2 separate regions of the Gossypium arboreum genome follow, and region 2 is linked to region 1. Evidence: chromatin contacts called from public Hi-C data. All regions are on one chromosome and are shown on one strand. Each heading gives the region's core, a stretch centred on a gene start, on an enhancer-like site or on the middle of the called end of the contact. The rest is flanking DNA. Distances are from core to core; before and after follow the strand shown.

Evidence for each region. Hi-C and Micro-C count contacts between places; a contact is called where the count stands out from the background.
Region 2: a contact with region 1 is called in a Hi-C map of leaf, with 5 times the contacts expected there. The contact joins the promoter of LOC108466185 here to the promoter of LOC108460697 in region 1. A contact is called at or near these places in 2 of 5 Hi-C or Micro-C datasets (both in leaf).

What each region holds. Positions count from the first base shown.
Region 1 is chr4:87,338,307-87,341,267 of ASM2569848v2, forward strand. LOC108460697 (dnaJ protein ERDJ2-like) reads right to left here and starts at 1,416. Exons shown (of 12, transcript XM_053027343.1): 1 at 1,199-1,416; 2 at 927-976; 3 at 470-712; 4 at 284-379. The coding sequence starts at 655.
Region 2 is chr4:87,674,972-87,677,932 of ASM2569848v2, forward strand. It overlaps LOC108466185 (growth-regulating factor 4-like), which reads right to left and starts at 1,553. Exons shown (of 6, transcript XM_053026775.1): 1 at 862-1,553; 2 at 595-786; 3 at 45-184; 4 at 1-43. The coding sequence starts at 1,141.

The DNA of each region.
Region 1 (2,961 bases), core at 166-2,665:
AAGGCACATCACATACAGAGTATAAAATGTTGAAGAAACAACCAACTGGCTGTTAGCATTAATATATTAATACATGACCAAGCTGATACTAGCATATGAACATTCAGTCCACATCCAAAAACAAAAACAAATAGGTGAGAAGAGATGCCTATACTTTCTCAAACCACACATAAGATATAAATTCTTCACCTAAACCCAAAGTTCCAGCAGAGAGGATGAGGTTTAGCAGCTGACTACAAGATTAAATCATGTTGTCATCAGATATTAAGAACAAATGGATTACCTCATGACTTGTATGCTTGATATAGTATATCAGCACCACCATGACAACCCAGAGAAGCACAAGGGTCAGATTACTACAAGTTGAGAAGTTCGAGATCTGCAAAAACAATCCAAAATATCACAAATACTTATCAAATTCAAACAAAGTTCCAGACGATAAATGAAATACAATCAGAAGCATATCTACCCGTTTGAAAATTGATTTCCTATACTTCCCAGACCGAGAACACACAGAACACTGGCAATGGATAGTCATTGCCTTCTTCGAGAATGTGTTTAATATCTTAACTATAGTGTATGGCACTAATGGCAGAGCCATTATAGTCAACACAAAGATTGGAAACAAGGCACTGTTCTCTTCCGAAGCACCCATATTCACCTTCTTACTTCAAAAATAAAATTCAAGGAGATCTTTCTTCTTTATATAACTCTGTGACAACAATTTGAGAAACAATCAACCGAGGAAAATACAGATAAAATCTTAATTTGAAATATGCCTATCCAATTCTCCTTTGGCAGAAAAACAAAATTGAATTATTATAGTATAAATTAACTAATTAAAGTTTGGCACCAAAATTACATTTACATTAAAACTCATCAGAAATCAAAATAAAATCATTATTGAAATTATTTCTCAAATAAACCTTAAACTGGAACTTCCCGCCCCATGAATATCGAACTTGAATGAATATTCCTTCCAGGAAAAAAAAAAGGGTAAATAAATAAACCCATATGTTAATATGCTTCAATTTATTGATTTAATAAATAAACTAACGGAGAAACAAAAACCTGACTATTAAACTACTAGAGCTGATCGAATTTCTGTCTAGAAACTAGAAAGCAAAGCGTTTCAGCAGAAGAAGATTCGATTTTATTACTATTACTATTATTCTTCTTTGGTTAATAGAGATCTTACAGCAGAATTTAGCGGAGGGATGCCAGATCTCTATGGTGTGTTAGCTGCTTCACCTTCAGTTCTGGCCCAGGCTTCGGCTTGGCCTTCTTCTAAGTTCAAATTGCGATTTTAGTTCGTGGACCCAAAGCCCAACAACATCCAAAAATCCTAACTGAAAAGGGAAAGCCAGCCCCGGCCCTTTTTCCTTCCCCGTCAACTTCTGCGCGTAGCACAAACTTAATTTATAAAGCGCATACAATCGAATTCATATAGCAAATTCAAAGAATTTATTTCTACAATTTAAAAATTAACTTCACTTTTATAATTAAATTTAAATAAATATTTTTGTAACGACTCAATTTTTAGTGATGTTAAAAAATACAATTTCGAGACTTCATTTCCATAAATGAGTTTGTAAATATTAAATAAAGATGTTATGGGATTAGCATATTAATGAATTGAAAATTGGTTAAGAGATTTAGTCGAAATTGTGAGTAATTAAGGCTCAGAGACTAAATCGCAAAAATTTAATCGCTATAAATTTTTAGTTAGAATAAGGCTTGGGGATTTAAATAGCAATTATCCAAATGACTGGCTAATAAACCAATTTTAAATGAATGTGGGATGTGATGTTAATTGTCATTAGATTTAATTAATTAAGGATTAAAGTTTAATTAAGCCTTATTAAAGTAATTAATTAAATTAAATCTAAGTATATAAGTAAATTAATTGGGAAAAAAAGATGACAATGTAACACCCCTTACTAGAGTCTGAGGCCAGGACTGGGTACGAAGCCATGCATACATTCGTTTTTGAGACACCGAGACTTGATTAAATTTAAAACTCTTTAGAACTCTATTTAAACTCCTTAAAGTGGGCCTACAAGGCCTCAAAATTTCTTTGGAAACCCTTCGGAACCAACTCAGGTCCTTAAATCGACTAAATAAAAATGATTCTTAAAACAGGGCACAAGCTTGTGTGGAAGGGCAACACGCCCATGTGGTCGTTATAACATGGTCGTGCTGATGGCCTGTGTGACTCACACGGCCTAAGCATCTAGGGACACGCCTGTGTCCCATACCCGTGTGAATTTAATTCCAAATTCGAACCTACAGTGGTTTTCACACGACCTAACACACGCCCGTGTCTATGGCCCGGCCATGACACGCCTGTGTCCTAGCTCGTGTCTAAAAACCTTGACATTTTGTTTCTAACGTCAGTATCCAATAAGGGGCACATGACCAAGGCACACGCCAGTGGCCAGAGGCCGTGTCCTCCACACGGCTGAGACACACGGCCGTGTCTCTGCCCTGTGTTTACTACCATGCATACTGGCTTGAAATTTTTACGTGCAGGGGGCACACGGTCTGACAACATGCCCATGACACACGGCCTAGACACATGCCTGTGTGTTTACCCTTGTGGACAACATAGGGCTATTTACCAAGTCCTTTTGCCACCCTGAAACACAAAATAACAACATCCATTTTACGAAAGACCATCATAATATGATTCCTCAATCCAACAACCACATCTAAGGCCTTTACACATTTCATATTTACTAAAACAACCAACAAATTGCCCATTTATGAAATAACTTCTTGTATTCATATAACAACTTTTAACTTTAGCTATTTCCATGGCCTTATACAAAATGAATCAAAATGCTAAAGCAAGCCAACACATTTGGCCAATTAGCAATGACACAAAATCATAAAGTTAGGGTCCTATACATGCCATAATCAAAATAAATAGATCTAACTATACCAAGTGCTTCGATTGAT
Region 2 (2,961 bases), core at 303-2,802, 340 kb after region 1:
CACTAGATTTTAGCATTTCCACAGGCTTTCTTGAACGGTTTGCAGCCACGGTGCACGTGGCGCTCGCAATATTTCTGGCCAGCCACCACGCCTCTCGAGCATCTCCACTTCTTCCCGTCAGTCCTCCGGCATCGGCCTGGCTCTGGATCCATTGCTGCTCTTCCCCAATACCCTGATTGCAACACTGATCCGACATCCTCATACTCTTCATATCTTTTAAGTACATACTATTTGGACAGATTCATTAAGTTCCTTAGGTAGACCGTGTAGATATATATGGAAGTTTTGTCTTTCTTTCAATCAAAATAAGAGAACAAAGAAACCACTCAAAAATGAAAGTTAAATAAAAAAGTTTCAGTAAGAACTAGCACTAGACTTCTTCCCCCCTTTCTACGTTTCTTCTCTCTTTTTGTTTGTGTTTTCACCCGGGTTTATATATATATATATATAATACTATAAAATCATTTATGCATCAATCTCTTTTATTATGTACTTATTTTCTTTATAAATTTGATGAGAAAATGCTAAAGTACGCATTTCATAAAAATATAAAAGCAAGGACAGGTCACACATCTCATAAATATAATCACTCACAAGGTGGCTGGTAATGGGAGAAGTGTCGAAGAGGGTGGTGGAGGAAATATGAAGGAGAGTGAAGAATAGTAGTATTCTCGATTGATTGAAGGAGTTGGGGAGGAACAGCTGCGCCTGCTAACATGTATCTAAAGATCAAAGCTTGTAACTACAGTTCCTGCCATTGAGACAAGCTGAAGAAACTTCCCATCACTAAAGGGAGAAGTAAAAAGGTAACTTAGAAGGAAAAAATCAAGTAAGCAAGCTAGCCAGAAACTTCCCAAACTTAGGAGTTGAAAACTTTTCTGAGAATCCTGCCAAGAAAAAAAAAGGAGCAAAGAAAAAGGAAAAAAATCTCACTGCTGGGAAACGTGAAGGATGAATGAGGAAGTGGTGGCAGATTGTTGCTGCTGGATTTGCAGTGGTGATGAGGTACGAGCAAAGGAAGAGGAGATGGGTGTTGGTGATGATGATGATGAAGGTGAAGTTTTGGTATATTTGCAGAAGGTGGTTGTTGTTGATGGTCTGACTCATGCTGGTTTCTACATTGCTTCAGATGCAAGTTCATGGAAAGAGAAAGAGAGGTGCTTTGGGGGTTTTAGTTGGTTGGGGCGGCGGGGGCTATTTTGACAGAAATATTTTTATTTGGGTTTTGGGGTCTGTTTTGTTGATGTGTTAACAAGAGAAAGTTTGGAAAAAGCTTTTGCAGGAACTTCTTTCCTCTTATGGCTTCGGCAGATAGCAATACCTTAAGACTTCAAAGAGAGGAAGAGGAACTATTCTGACACCAGGAGGCAGACTTTTTTAAATGTAAAGTAAACGACAAAGTTAATTTTATAGATAATTGTTTTTATTTTACATGTGTAAAAATATTATCTTCAGATGGTCCTAATCAAAGACGGGGAAATCGTTCTAAGTTAAGAACTACTCTCTCTTAAACGCTCTCTTTTCTATTTTTGCATTGAATTTTGCATGACTGATTTATTTCAGAGTCCTTTTACTTTCTAATTTCCTTTTTAGTATTTGTGTCATGTAAGCTTAAGAATATCGAGTAAAACAAGCACTCAAGGATATTTCGAAGCTGAAATGAGTGGCTAGAGCTTAAAAAGCAATAGCACTGGGAAAGGATGTAAGGGCGCGACATTTAGCTAAGTGCCATGACGCCCTTGATTGACAAGCTGTCTGTATGCCACGGCATTCGGCCAAGCGCTACAGTGGTCTGCCCTAAACCTATTTTCTCCTATTTTTGTTATTTTGAGGGCTTTTTATCAAAAAAATATTAAAAAAAAACTCTAAAATGGTATATTGATAAAATTAAGTATCAAAATGGTACATTTCAAGTAATAGAAGGTGGTGCATAGGCGACACCACCCTCATTTTCTGATCAAAACAGTAAATAATAATAATAAATGGTGACATGGCCTAGGTGGAGGGGATGTTAGAGGTGACACTAGTAGAGGGGATATCAGAGGCGGCACCAGTGGAGGGGTTGTCAAAGGCGGCACCAATTGTACCTATCTAATAGGCGGCACCCTCTAGTATATTCCCCCCTCCCCCAAGTCCCCCATCCGGCTCGTATCAGTTTGAAAAAAAAAATTATAGAACAAGAGAGAGAGAAGAGAAGAGAAGAAAGAAAGAAAAGAGAAGAAAGAAAAGAAAATGTAATTTTCTTATTGTTATTTTCAAAGAAAGAAAAGAAAATGTAATTTTCTTATTGTTATTTTCAAATATAATAGATTATGATAAGAAAAAATTTTGTTAGTATTATATAGTTTGTTTAGTGTTATTTTTATATTTTGTTTATTGTGATTTGTTAGTAAGTTTTATGTTTAGATTATTGAGAATGTTTTTATGTTTAGATTATTGAGAATGTTATCTTGTAAAATTTTTAATATATTTGATATTGTTAGAAATGACAATAAATTTGATATTGTTAGAAATGGACTATTATCATCCATTAAATTTTTTAAGCAAGTTTTTAATGTTGTTTGAAATTGTTTTGAGATTTTTTATTAATTTTTAATGATTGAGTATTGAAGATGGATAATTAGTTTTTCGTATGCGTTTATTTCGATGGAATCATCTTGACAACAACCGTTGGATGTATATTTGAATATCTGCAACAAATATCAATGAGATTTAATAGAAATATCTCGTTGGATGATATGAAGGGAAGGATTAACGCAAAAATTGTTAGACGTTGTAGGAGAAGGTCTCAAAACTTTTCTAAAAGTTTCCAGTTTCGGCAGATCCCATCAAATTCACTGAAATAGAACTTGTAGACACCGAAGACATGGAGACAATGATCGCTCTTAACTATGAGAATTGGAGTGACAAAAATGCACTGATTCACTTATTTGCTGAGTTAGCCGGTATGGAGCAAAATGA